Linked DNA regions of Muntiacus reevesi: region 2 is linked to region 1. The links are chromatin contacts, called in public Hi-C maps. All regions are on one chromosome and are shown on one strand. The core of a region is the stretch at or near the end of the contact, and the rest is flanking DNA. Distances in the headings are between cores, read along the strand shown.

Region 1 (7,356 bases), core at 3,362-5,861:
AATAAAAAAAACCTAGGATTTGAGTCCTGATTCTGTTCAATTCTGCCGTGGGTGAATCACTTATCAGTTTCTTTGTTTTCAAGGCAACAGTAGCAGTACTCCAGTTGGCACCCCTACCCACCATGTTGCTCAGTGGCCAATTGTATAATATATTATAAAATAGCTCATATTTTGTTTATCATACTTAGATCTTTACAGTTTGCAAAAGAGTATGTCAGTAGGAAGTACCATTGCTTATTAGTCTATAGACAACATTCAGTATACATGTGAATTTGCACAAATCTGAAGAGGTATGGAGTTTATAACACACAAGTGCATGAGTGCATGCTAAGTCACTTTAGTTGTGTATGACTCTGTACGACACTATGGACTGTAGTCCATCAAATTATCCATGGGATTCTCCGGACAAGAATACTGGATTGGGTTGTCATGCCCTTCTCCAGCAAATCTTCCCAACTCAGGGATCGAACCCATGTCTCCTGCAGTTACTACACTGCAGGCGGATTCTTTACCACTGAGCCACCAGAGAAGCCCTCACGTCACACAGACAGTCCACATGTTGACCCTGGTTATCTGTAAAAGAGGATTTATAACCGGACATTTTTAACTAATTAGAATCCTCCCAGGATTTTTATGTGGAAGTTACACTAATATGATCTACCTCATCCCCCCACCAGATCTTGGCTCAAGACAAACAAAAGCCACATAAATTGAAGGAGTTTAGCTCCTTGGAAACTTAATATAAGAAAATTATTGATTAGAGCTACTGGGAGGCATGCTTAGAATGCAATGATAATTAAGAAAGCCTAAATCTAATTAAGTCTATTGCCTGAGAATTGACTGTAGTAAATGAAGATGTGAGCCCACAGCAGAAGTGGGGCATGGTAAGAAAATAAAAGGTGTCCATGAATCTCTTGTCCTGTGTAGGGAAGAAGGCAACTCTGACCTATGAACACAAACACGCCAATCTCTTTAACACAGATATCCCTACACCATGGTGGTGTAAATCCTGATGAATGCATCAATTAAATCTGTATTTATCTTCATTTGTCAACATTGTCACCAGTCAACATTTTGGTGATAATTTGTGGCTTTCGGTGTGGGTTTGTCTATGCATATAATTGTGCTCATCTTAAGTTAATAAAATGGCATTCTAGATTATTATTATTATTATTCAGCAGTTGCAATGAATGAATTTATTTAGCATGAGTCCTGAGGAAATCCTCCAGCAGAATCACGTTTGGCACCTCCAAAAAGGACAGTCCAGAGGACAGGACCACAGGCACTCCTGGCTCACTTCCAGCTGTTGTCTGTAAGTGACAACTTTGCAACTCACTCTCTGTGACAGCAGCTTGGGTCAGATGCAGAGCTCCCACACTCAGGGCTGTTTAACCCTGGGTTTTCCTGGTAAGGAAGGTCTTCTACTACATTGTTCTCCCTGCTGAAAAGTGGGTTAAATCACATTTTTGGTTGATTTGGAATTAAGTTATTTAAATTATTGAACTTTAAAATTATTTAAACTACATCAATTGTTTAAACTATTTTCAGGGGCATCCCTTGTGGTCCAGTGGTTAAGACTTCACACTTTCAGCACAGGGGGTGTGTGTTCAGTCCCTGTTCAGGGAATTAAGATTGCATATGCCTCGCAGAGCAGACCAAAAAAAAAAAAAAAAAAAAGCCCAAATGAACTATTTTCAATAACTACCGCTTACATGGTTGCTCAGTCGGTAAAGAATCTGCCTGCAATACACGAGATGCAGGTTTGATCCCTGGGTCACAAAGCTCCTCTGGAAAAGGGAATAGCTACCCACTCCAGTGTTATTGCCTGAAGAATCCCACAACAGAGGAGCCTGGTAGTCTACAAACTGTGGGGTTGCAAAGAGTCCAACATGACTGACTAACAACACAGACACCACTTACATACCATATTCATTGATTCAGTTCACTGGTCATCTTGAACAATGAACAAAACATTTTGGTGGGAGATACATGATTATAAAGATAGACTGTAAAATTGTGGACGCAACCCAAGTGTCTCTGACAGATGAATGGATAAACAACAAGGGAGGGAGGAAAGGGAAACTATTATTTAATAGATATGGAGCTTCAGTTTTGCAAGATAAAAAGAACTCTAGGGAAGGATTACAAATAGCTTACAAATAGGATTACAAATAGCTTACAAATAGGATTACAAATAGCTTACAAATAGTTGAAAAAAGAAGAGATGCTAAAGGCAAAGGAGAAAAGGAAAGATATATCCATTTGAAAGTAGAGTTTCAAAGAATAGCAAGGAGATATAAGAAAGCCTTCCTCAGTGATCAATGCAAAGAAATAGAGGAAAACAATAGAATGGGAAAGACTATAGAGTTCTCTTCAAGAAAATTAGAGATACCAGTGGAACATTTCATGCAAAGATGGGCACAATAAAGGACAGAAATGGTATGGATCTAACAGAAGCAGAAGATATTAAGAAGAGGTGGCAAGAATACACAGAAGAACTGTACAAAAAAAATCTTAATCACCGGATAAGTACGATGGTGTGATCACTCACCTAGAGCCAGACATCTTGGAATGTGAAGTCAAGTGGGCCTTAGGAAGCATCACTACGAACAAAATTAGTGGAGGTGATGAAATTCTAGTTGAGCTATTTCAAATCCTAAAAGATGATGCTGTGAAAGTGCTGCACTCAATATGACAGCAAATCTGGAAAACTCAGCAGTGGCCACAGGACTGGAAAAGGTCAGCTGACATTCCAATCCCAAAGAAAGGCAATGCCCCAAAATATTCAAACTATTGCACAATTGCACTCATCCCACATGCTAGCAAAGTAATGCTCAAAATTCTCCAAGCCAGGCTTCAACAGTACGTGAACTGTGGACTTCCAGATGTTCAAGCTGGATTTAGAAAAGGCAGAGGAACCAGAGATCAAATTGCCAACATCCACTGGATCATCGAAAAAGCAAGAGAGTTCCAGAAAACCATCTACTTCTGCTTTATTGACTATGCCAAACAAACTGTGGAAAATTCTGAAAGAGATGGGAGTACCAGACCACTTGACCTGCCTCTTGAGAAATCTGTATGCAGGTCAAGAAGCAACAGTTAGAACTGGGCATGGAACAACAGAGTGGTTCCAAATGGGGAAAGGAGTACGTCAAGGCTGTATATTGTCACCCTGCTTATTTAACTTATATGCAGAGTACATCATGTGAAATGCCGGGCTGGATGAAGCGCAAGCTGGAATCAAGATTGCTGGGAAAAATATCAATAACCTCAGACATGCAGATAACAACACCCTTCTGGCAGAAAGTGAAGAGGCACTAAAGAGCCTCTTGATGAAAGTGAAAGAAGAGAGTGAAAAAGCTGACTTAAAACTCAACATTCAGAAAACTAAGATCATGGCATTGGGTCCCATCACTTCATGGTAAATAGATAGGGAAAAAATGGAAACAGTGACAGACTTTATTTTTTGGGTTCCAAAATCACTGCAGATGGTGACTGCAGCCATGAAATTAAAAGACGCTTGCTCCTTGAAAGAAAAGCTATGATCATCCTAGACAGCATATTAAAAAGTAGAGACATTACTTTGCCAACAAAGGTCCATGGGGTTGTAAGGAGTTGGACAGGATTGAGGGACAGAACTGAACTGAACTGAGAGAAGGATGGTGGTGATGGTAGCACAACATGAAGGTACTTAATGTCACTGAACTGTATGCTTAAACGTGGTTAGATGGTACATTTTATGCTAAGTGCATTTTACCACCAAAACAAACGGGGGGGGGGGGGGAGGAAATATGATAGATTTCGGTTCTGCCCTAAGTTGTTTACAGCCTTCCTGAAAGCCCAAACAGGAAAGTGGGAATAGCGTTATGGGAATGCAGACTAGAGAGAGGATAATAAGAGGAGCCCCCCCGCCAGCCCCCGTCCAGCCCATTTCACGAAGAAACTGACACAGAGGCAGGCCATTAAGGAACTCCTTTGAATGCTGAAAATCCGTTGAGCAGAAGCTTCCCATTCCTGCTTGAATAACCTAAAGGCTTAGGAGACTTGGAGTCGGGCAGGACAGAGCGACTAAGCACAGGCTAGCCCACTCTGACCGCGTTGGCCCGCCGTTCTCGTTTGGCTCTGCCTCCAGGGGATGGAACTGGAGCTGAAACCCCAATACTTTGGCCACCTGATGTGAAGAACTGACTCTTTGGAAAAGACCCTGATGCTGGGAAAGACTGAAGGCGGGAGGAGAAGGGGAAGACAGAGGCTGAGATTGCATGGCAATGTTGGCAATGCCATCAGGTTGGATGGCATCACTGACTCAATGGATATGAGTTTGAGTAAAGTCCGAGCGTTGGTGATGGACAGGAAGGCCTGGCGTGCTGCAGTCCATGAGGTCGCAAAGCGTAGGACACGACTGAGCCACTGAATTGAACTGAACTGAACCGAACCAGTGTGGGGAGTGGTGGGGTGGTGGAAGGAGAAGCCTTCACTGACCAGCAGGGGGCGGTGGCGTCCTCAGCGTACCGCCAGGCGCGCAGGGGGCGCTCTGGCTTGCCGCTCCTCCCCGCCTCGACGATCCTTTCTTCCGCCGTTGGAGCCCGCCTCTCGTCGCCAGTGCGCAGCTGCATGCACGCTAGTCTGTGGGCAGCATGGCGGCGGCGTCGAGCGGCGAGAAGGAGAAGGAGCGGCCGGGCGGCGGCTTAGGAGCTGCCGGCGGTAATAGCACGCGAGAGCGGCTGCTGTCAGCGCTGGAAGATCTGGAGGTCTTGTCGAGGTGGGGCCGTCGGCCCAAGGCCCTTGCTAGGGCTGGGCCGGGAGGCGTGAGTCGGGACCACCGTCCTGCCTTGGGCTGGTTCCCCGGGGCTCGAAGGGGAGGGCCGCGCCCCGGGGGACAGTGCCCGAGCGTCGTGGAAGTGCGTCTGCAACCCTCAGTGATTCGGGGTCAACAGCCCTCTTTGTTGTTGTGTTCAGTCGCTCAGTCGTGTCCGACTCTGCGACCCCGTGGACTGCAGCAGGCCGGACTTACCCGTCCTTCACCATCCCCCGGAGCTTGCTCAGACTCACGTCCATCAGATTACTGACAGTGACCCTGGATCCCCAGAATATGGGAATCTTAGCGGACGTTAGAGGTCGCCGGCTGTGGGTCCCTTCGTCCACCGACACTCGACAGACGTATGAGGAACTCCCGTGGGTGCTGCGCGCTGGGAGACGGTCCCCAGGGGTGAGACCAGACGCCGACGGCGACGAGGAGCCTGGTGTCAGTGGGGAGAGCCCACTGACCCAGAGGAACGTCTGTGTCAACAGTGACTGTGGCGCGGAGCCTCCCCAAGGCCTGTCCCCGGTGTAGTCAGACACTGTGTTAGTTTGAGGTGTACAGTGGAGAAGGCACTGGCAACCCGCTCCAGTACTCTTGCCTGGTAGGCTACAGTCCCTGGGGTCGCAGAGTCGGACGCAACTGAGCGACTTCACTCCAGAGTTCTTGCCTGGAGAATCCCATGGACCGAGGGGCCTGGTGGGCTACAGTCTATGGGGTTGCAGAGTCGGACACGACTAAGCAGCTCTCACACACACACACACACACACACACGTGTACAGCAGAGTGATTCAGTTATGTGTGTGTATGTATATGTATATATATCAGTTATCCAGTTCTAGCGCCTACTGTTTGCCTCATGACAGGCCAACAGAGAGATGAATTGTTGGGGTAGGGGAGTAGCGACTTAATTCAGAAGGCCAGCAAACCGAGGAGATGGTAGAGTTGTGCCCTAAAGAGCCGCTTGTCTGAGTTAGAATTCAGGCTTCCTTTATACTAGAAGGGGAGGCAAATCAAATGTTTCCCTCAGCTTCTGGAGGGGAATTATTAATTTCTTCCTCCCTGCAGTCCTTCAGGGGTGGGCCTGGTCAGGATGTTCCCTGTGAGCTAAACAAGGTATTTTAGCTTAATGCTTTTATTACTTGGGAGGCAGGGTTCCCAGAGATGGGACATTTTGTATAATTTAAGCTTAGAGGCAACATGTCTTTAGTGATTTAACTTTTAGAAGAATACCAGGGTTTTTTTTTTTTTTTTTTTACCTATTACATATCTATTTTTTTTCAGATTCTTTTCCCATATAGGTTATTACAGAGTATTGAGTAGAGTTCTCTATTCTATACAGTAGATCCTTGATGATTTGTTTTTTATGGAGTAGTGTGTATATGCTAATCCCAACCTCCTGATTTATCCCTCCTACTTGCCACTTTTCCCCTTTGGTAACCCTAAATTTGTTTTCTAAGTCTTGAGTCTGTTTCTGTTTTGTAAATGAGTTCATTTGTTTCATTTTTTTAAGATCCCACATACAAGCGATATCATATGATACTTGTCTTTTTCTGTCCAACTTAGTATGATAATGTCTTGTTCCATCCTTGTTACTATAAATGACATTATTTCATTCTGTTTTATGGCTGAGTAATAATATTCAGTTGATATGTGTATCACATCTTCTTTATCCAGTCCTTTGTCATTGACATTTAGGTTGCTTCCATTTCCTTGGCAAGTGTAAATAGTGCTGCAGTGAACACTGGGGTGCATGTATCTTTTTGGATTACGGTTTTCTCTGCATATATGCCCAGGAGTGGGATTGCTGCATCGCATGGTAGTTTTATTTTTAGTTTTATTAAAAAATTAACTTACTTATTTGTATTAATAGTTACGATGAGCAGGGATCACTCTCTAGTTGTGGTTCACAGGCTTCAAATTGCTGTGGTTTCTTGTTGCAGAGCATGGTGAGTTCTATGCTTATGGGCTCAGGAGTTGTACACGGGTTTAGTTGCCCTGTGACATGTAGGATCTTTTAATCCAGTGATCTCTATTACAAATGAATTAGCGATTCAAAGAAGTTAGATTTATGGATTTAACATCCCATTTGCTGGGATCCTGGCTCAGGATGTGTGACTAGTTAGTGGCTCAATTGAGATGAGAACTGAGATGTCCTGTACTTTCAGTTCACTGCTATTTGCAGTAGACTACTTGTCATGCATTATTAAACTGGAATTTGGATAAGATGTAGCATTAGGAATGTGTTAGTGTTTCAACTAAGGGCTATAATAATTTGCCTCCAAATTCTGATTCCTATTAATTTGGATCTTTCTGACCCAAGGATCGAAACCTGGTCTCCTGCAATGCAGGCAGATTCTTTACCATCTGAGCCACCAGGGAAATCCAAATAATTTGTAGTATCAATAGAACTGGCATACTTTTACATATTTCAGGTGTATATTGATGCATAGTTCTAATTTTTAGTCATGTTTCCTTCCTTCAAGGGCCTTTTTTTTAGCTCTAGGGAGTTATGTATGGCTCCAAGGTCTTGAAATGGCTATCTATGATTTATT
Region 2 (7,356 bases), core at 1,924-4,423, 190 kb before region 1:
TAAACGTTTCAATAGTTTGCATAGAATAGCACTACCCTGAAAGACAGCATCACTAAATACTTTAGAATCTTTTTTATCTTTGAAAAAATTACACTTAGAATTTAAACATATATTTATCTTTTTCAGTCTTTCCAGAATGGTAATACCACACAGTGAAAAATGTTTGCTACTTCAGAGCAGCAAAATAGCTTAAAGTAAGTACAAGAGCTAAAACTGTTTGGGAAAGTTGGGTTGGTTAACAGCAGGAGGAAAGCAATAGACAATATTACAAAACCAATTCAATATCATTAACTTTTGATAAAATGCAGTGTACCCTTCACAGTGTTTTATTTAACCTACTTACTAGTAGTTCTTACATGATGATTAAATTCAGCCTTTTCTTCCTGATTTTTCTTAACCAAGACAAGCAGTCAAAAAACTCTTCTTGTCTAATTCTTTTTCAATCACATAATGTCTACTTGACCTCTAATAATAATAGTAGTAGTACAAGGAATAGCTAATAATTTTTTAGTATTTATTATGATCCCACACAAAGTACCTTAGATGAAGGTAGATTCAATCCCCACATCAGCCCTATTAGGTAAATCCTCTTATTATCCCTGTTTTACAAATACCAAATCAGAGAAGTTAAAGCACTCACTTGAAATCAGGCAGTATGTACAAACCCTGATAGAAACCCAATAATCTAAGTCTATAATCCATGCCCTTGAGCACTATTCCAGACTGCCAACCTCCTCTGAAACATAATTAACTTTTGGTTATCTCAAGAATGAAAATGGTGTGCTGTTTCCCTTAAGTAAACTCCCAATTCTCAAAGTAGACATGGGCTCCATCACTGGAAATGCAGTTGGACTGGGCCCTGAACCCACCCCAGGTAAATTTCTCAACTTCAGACTGCCAGGCAGTGGTTCTATCCTTGTTAAATAGTTAACCTGTAGTTTTTGATAGCCCATAAGGACACATTTTATGGGTAAGGATAATCGAGAATAGACTTTATCTTGCATGGTTCTGACTTAAAGAATTTGTGATAGTTTCATCATTTAAAAGTATATAAAATGAAGTGCTGGAAAATAGAAACAAAGACTTTCTTTTCCCGGGTGATGGCCAGGACTTCAATATTTCCGGTTACTCTACAATATTCAAGAATGCGTCCAAGCTCTGCGATAACGTAAGAGTTCTTTGCAGTAAACTTCACTGCTCTTACCAAAGGGAAACTGGAAAATACTGGACATATCAGAGTTTAATCAGAAACCAACGTCCTCTCCTAGAACATCCCTGGGCTTTTTTTTTTCCCATTAGTGAGAATGATTTTTAATTCATAAGATAGTCATATATGAATTTCTAATAGCCTTTCACAAGCCATTTCCAAAAGCCTTTCCCAATCTTTAACAATTTGTCCCAAATTCTGTTAGTGCAGGGGGAGGTGAGAGAAACAGGACCTGCTGATAGACTAGAACTGTGGAAGGGAGACAGAAAGGAGTCCCATTCCCCTGTAATTGATGTGCAGTCTCAAAGCAGGGCCACTGCTGACAATAATAATGGATAATTATACTCGTTCAATTTTTGGTTCTAACCATAAAGCATCACAATCAAGAAAAATAAGATGTTGCAATACATTATCTGCCTGTCAAGTTCCACTGCATTATCGTGGACTTGCTTAAATTTAGAATCTACTTAGGAGAAGAAAAACAACTCCACGTGAGCACAAAAACACTCGTTTTCTACTCCAACAAACGAAACAAACAAAAAAACCCCAAGGACACCAGGATCCTTGCTGGCTCAAAGCCAAAAGGCAAAATGGAAGAAATAACGAGGCACGCTGTAGCCAACGAAAATACGCAAGAAGTTTTGGGAAACAAGAGAAAAGTTTAGGAACTTTTAAGCTCTTGGGCTAAACGTCTCACAATATTTTTACCCAGGCACGAGTTCTTTCTAAAGAGCTACGTTCCACCAGTCACTACCGATGGCCGTGAATCCCCAAGAACCGAAAATCCCCTTTTAAGAGAACGCCACAAGGCGCCTCAGTCGAGCTTCCTGGGGGGTAACTGACACCCAGGACCCTGCCCGTCACGTCCGCGGGCATCTCTGCCGCCTCATCCAAGGCTTTTCTGGCTGTCTCTCCCAGGACTGGGCTTCAGATACAGCTGCGCGCCCAGAGGGGAAAAAAACAAAAAAAACAAAACAAAAAAACAACCACTTCCAACTGTTGCATCGCAGGAGACCAAAAAAGAAAGTCAAAAGACCACTGGAGGACTACTAATCTCAACGGGAAGAAAAACCTGTCCAGCAGACACCAGTTAGTTCTTTTCTTTTTTTCTCTTTTGCGTGTGATGGGGCCTCGAAATCACCCGCCGGATGCGCAGGGCCGTCTCGCGGAGCAAAGGCGGCACCTGTCACTTCGCTCAGCGACCCGAGCCCCACCCGCCCGACACCTGTCAAGCTGGAGCCGAGACCCCCTCCCGGCCGCCATCCCCTGGCGGCGCCCGCACCCAGACCTCTGTCAGCTCCCTCCGGGCGCTCCGCCGCGAGGGGTGGTGGAGGGGGGGACAGCCCTCCCGCCGGGACCCGCGCCCCGCGGGGACGCGCCCCCGCCTAGACGCCGCGGCGCCCGCCGACGCAGCCTCGGGGCGCCCTCCCCGCTCGCCGCCCGCCACCGGTGGCTCGGCCGCTCACCTGGCCAGAGGCAGGTCCTCAGAGCCGCTGTCCTGCTCGGGGTCCTCCTCAGGGGGCGGCGGCGGGGGCTCCGCGGCGGCGGCGGCGGCGGCGGCGGCGGTGGCGGCTGCTCTTCGGGGGGTTTTGGGCGGCATGACGCGCTCCCAGGACAGGCACCGGCGGGCGCTTGAGGAGGGCCGGGGAAGGGAGAGGACGCGCGCACCTCGGGCACGCCCCGTCCTCGGCCGACTCCCGTTACAAAAATAATTTGAACGTTCCCCAGAGAAAAAAACCGGGCCAGCCCTCCCCCGCCCGGCAACCGAGCGCCGCGTCCAACCGCGGGAAAACGTCACTTCCGCCCGCGGCGTCACGTCCGCGAGGTTCCCGGGCCCGCCAGCGTCGGGAGGGCACCGGGGTGCTGGGCGAGGCGAGGCAAGGCGTGGGCCGAGCGGGCGGGAAGCCCCGGGCCTGCAACCCAGGCGCCCGCCCGGAGGCAGCCGCCGCCGCCGCCTCAGTCTTCCTCTCCTCGAAACTCGCCCCTGCGGGCGTGGGTGGCCGAGTAAGGGAGCTACCCGGCCCGTTGGGTGCGCGGGCCCCCTCGCTATAGCCGGGTGGATCCGGGGCTGCGGCCGAGGCCCCCGCCGGGGAGTATCGGGCGAGCGCACCCGGGGCGGACACGCCCCTCTCCTCCTGGGCGGCGCCCTCCCGCTCGCCCGCGCTCCTCCCGCCCAATCCGTTAAGCGAAGTCGGCCAAAACAAAAAACAAACAGCCTCTGAAACACCTATGAGGAGCTGGATTTTGCCCACTGCTAGCGGAGACCAAGGATGGGACGACGAAACTGGCCTCTTGAGAGTTCTTTGAGGGAAGAGGGGTGGGCGCTGCGGGCAAAGAACGGATGACGAGGTGCTGCGCGGTTTTAATAGAGTTAAAACCAGGAAGTACCATCGAAACGTCTAAAGGACATCTTCAGAGGAGCAGGGACATTTGAATAGAAGTTTGCTAGGACCTCACATCTAAGGAGGACTTAACTATGTGCATAGGGGATTGTTCTGGCCATTTTACCTCATTATCTTACCGAATCCGCAGAAAAAGCCTTTTAAAATGAGTTGTAGTCGTATTACACTTTGGAAAGGAAAACAGGCTCAGAGGAGTTAATTCATTTGCCCAGTACTCCAGTATTCTGGCCTGGAGAATTCCCTGGACAGAGGAGCTGACAGGCTACAGTCCATGGGGTCGCAAAGAATCAGACGCGACTGAGTGACTTACACACACAGCCGATGGGTGGTAGAGGTTTTGAACCCAGATATATTTGACTCTACTTATCCATTAGGCTGTGTTAAAGAAAACACCAAGAAGAGAGAAATAGCATATGCAAGGCACAAAGACATCAGAAAAGAGTTTGCAGGAATTACCATGGTCAAACATTGACTTAGAAACTGTGTCTCCTGTCTCTTGGTATTTACTTATGCTAATAGATTGCCTAGTTTGAGTACCTGCTTTTGTCTCACTGGCAGATGCTGTGGGTTGCCCGCTCGGAGCTTCCCAACTGAAGTGCTGTGAATAAAATACAGCTGTGCTCTGATGTGAATTCCCTCATCCTTGGAACAGTTGAGCAGGGCTGAGGCAGCCGACACCTTCAGGCAAGTGGTAGCTTTTGGGTTTATCCCTGTGGGCCATACAATGGATTATCATTTTCTGTATATAGTATGGTTTATGCCAGAATGTGAAAAAGAGCTAACAGTTATTGGCCTACTCAACAACAAGTTCTGCCAAAGTTCAGAAACTCTTTCTTGGGGACTCAAAGTTTATCAGGTGTTAGGGTCCATGCCCAGACCCAACTTCAGAGGGCAAATACCATCACAGCGGTAATTCCACTCTTCTTTCCCAGGATTCGAGCACAGTAGTCAGGGGCACAGGATACAATTTGGTTTTTGTAAGATGCAGTTTTGGTTTTTGCAAGATCAAAGATAGTCTGCTGGGAGCCTCTAAAATGAGATACAGATGACATAGTTCTACCCCTTAACTATTTTGAGAATGTGTCACTTGCAATTGCTGCAGCCATAGTGACTTAAGACAAGCTGACCTGAGGATGAGGCAGAAACACTAAAGATGGCTCAGTAGTAATATCAGAAAATCTGGGTCCTTGGTGACATGACTGAGCCTCTGATTTGACTGGCCCTGGAGCTGACCTTGATGGAGCTGGGGTTTTCACTTGTTTCCACCAAAAAACATCAAAACCAATAATTTTGCTCCAGTGAACTCCTTCCATATAGAGACCAGTCATTAATGTAACCTTAGTACCTAGCATGGTGTTGGGCACACAGTAAATGCTTCTTTGCTAAAACACAGGAGGGAGGGAAAGCAGAGGAAAGTCTGGGAACTGAAGTAAACTCTCTTCATATATAGATATGACTTGCTTTATTAAACCCATTTTGTCAATACCTGAGTTTACCGTAATGATGATAGCTCACAGATTTCTCAGTTTACAAAAGGATGTGTATCTTACCATGGATACATTTAAAGTCCTGGGATTTCCCAGTGGTTAAGTCTCCGAGCGTTAAATCCAGTGAATAAGACTCTCCACTTCCAAAGCAGGGGGCACAGGTTCAAGCCTTGGTTGGGGAACTAAGGTCATACACACTGTTTGGTGCAGCCAAAATAAACTTTTTATACAAAACTCAGGACAAATTGAGTCAATTAAAATCCATACATTCCTCCCACAGCTTTCTGTTGCATTGCCAAAGAACTGTTAGAAAGTCTACAGATTCTCCAAGAAAGTTTCCCCTGATCTTTCTGCACCTTCATAGTAGTTTTAAGATTACTGTAAAACAAACCAAAAAAAATTCTTTCTTAGATTTTCTACCTAGAGACAGAACTCTCTTCAGTTTGAGGCCCCTTCAGTGATATGAGACTTTTTATTTTTAAAGTCTTCCGTAGTCTAAGAAATCTGCCTTTGACTTTTTTCTTTGATTTTTTTTTTTTTTTTTTTTTTTTTGTCTGTGCTGGGTGTTTGTCCTGGTGCACATCCTCTTCATTGTGGTGTGTGAACCTTCTCTGGTTGCGGAGCACCAGCTCCAGAGTTGGAGGGCTTAGTAATTGCAGCATACAGGCCAGCTGCCCCGTGGCATGTGGGGGTCTTAGTTACAGGACCAGGGATCAAACTCTTGTTCCCTGCATTGGAACGCAGATTCTTAACCACTTTGGCCCATCAGGGAAGTCCCTCGACCTCTTTGTAAACTACCACACTGTTTCCATTTCTTTCCCATCTAGCTTCTTGAAAGGGTAGTCCCCATTTGTGCTTCTCTCGCAACTCCTCAGCCTACTAGTGGTGCCTCCAGCACTCCACTGAAACCACTCTTTCAAAGGTCACCAGTGTCCTAATTGTCAACTCATGGCTTCCTTTTGGTCTCAACCTACTTGACCTTTATTGCAGTTAACACAGTGAACTACTTCCTCTTAAAGCTTCCCTAGTCTTCCACAAATTCATAGCCTCCTTCTTCCCCTCCTCTCTTCTGTTACTTCATAAACTCCTCTACTAGTTTTCTCCTAGCAGTGCTGCTTAGAGTGTCGTTCTTGGACCAGTGCCAATCTGCAAACTACTTGTGTTTAGTACACAAGGAGATAAGGACAGAAGTTAAGAGTAAACTTTTCAGGCTTCGCTGCTGTCTAAGACGGTAAAGAATCCGCCTGCAATGCAGGAGACCTGGGTTCCATCCCTGAGTTGGGATGATCCCCTAGAGAAGGGAAAGGTTACCCACTCCAGTATTCTTGCCTGGAAAATTCCATGAACAGAGGAGCCTGGTGGACTACAGTCCATGAGGGTCACAAAAATATAATTAGCATTCTATAAACATGAAAAAAAAAAAGAGTAAATGCTTCACAGCATTTATAGAAATTTAACATTTCAGCTGTATCCAAGCACGTGATCATTACACTCTGGCTAAACAGAGTATAGAGTGGTTCAGATTTCTCCAACTTGCGTGGCAAGTTGGAGGTCAGTGGCATGAATTGTAGGTCTGTGTCCTTGTCACGTGCTATAGGACCACATTAGTGAAAGAGTGAAATTTTTAAGGTTAGTTTGTCAACTGTAAGCCAAAAGTGAATAAAAATATGTGGAAATGTAAATTTTTCCTTTTATATAACTAGTTATTTTTATAGTCATTTTATTTTTGCAGCCATTTTTGTTTTTAATCAAGCCTGTTTTTGAAATTCAGAGCTAAAGTTGGGAAACAAAATTTGTGTCATTTATTTTTAACCCTAAATTACAGATGGTGAAATAAGCCTTTTCTGTCTTGTCAAGAAAAGACACATCAGTAGTGGGTTAGCAATGACAGTAGTAAACTGAATAATAACCAGAGAAGTAATTCCAAAGAATTAAAGATCTGAGTGCTTGTATTAACTTTGCTCAGAAGTGTAATTCCCCATCTACTGAGTTCACAGCCATATCTCATAGCAAAGTGCTAAAACTATGAACTGACTGATGAAGCAAGAAGGCCATCAAATTTCAGTGGCACTTATACATAAAATATAAAAAAAAACTATGAATTTGTGAAAAGATTTTGAATTTTTATTTTCTATGAAAATAAACACACATAGGAAATTCTTGAATCCAGAATCTATTTCTTTCGTTGAAAGATAATTTAAATGTAACTATTAACGTAATAGGATAAATCTTCGGAACAGTCTACTGATGAAGGATTGAA

The links. Hi-C and Micro-C count contacts between places; a contact is called where the count stands out from the background.
Region 2: a Hi-C map of muscle shows a contact between it and region 1, with 5 times the contacts expected there. The contact joins the promoter of RB1 here to the promoter of MED4 in region 1. A contact is called at or near these places in 2 of 3 Hi-C or Micro-C datasets (blood and muscle).

Annotation. Positions count from the first base shown.
Region 1 is chr11:16,615,031-16,622,386 of mMunRee1.1, reverse strand. MED4 (mediator complex subunit 4) reads left to right here and starts at 4,611. Exons shown (of 7, transcript XM_065901821.1): 1 at 4,611-4,762. The coding sequence starts at 4,638.
Region 2 is chr11:16,801,778-16,809,133 of mMunRee1.1, reverse strand. It overlaps RB1 (RB transcriptional corepressor 1), which reads right to left and starts at 3,173. Exons shown (of 27, transcript XM_065902292.1): 1 at 2,674-3,173. The coding sequence starts at 2,807.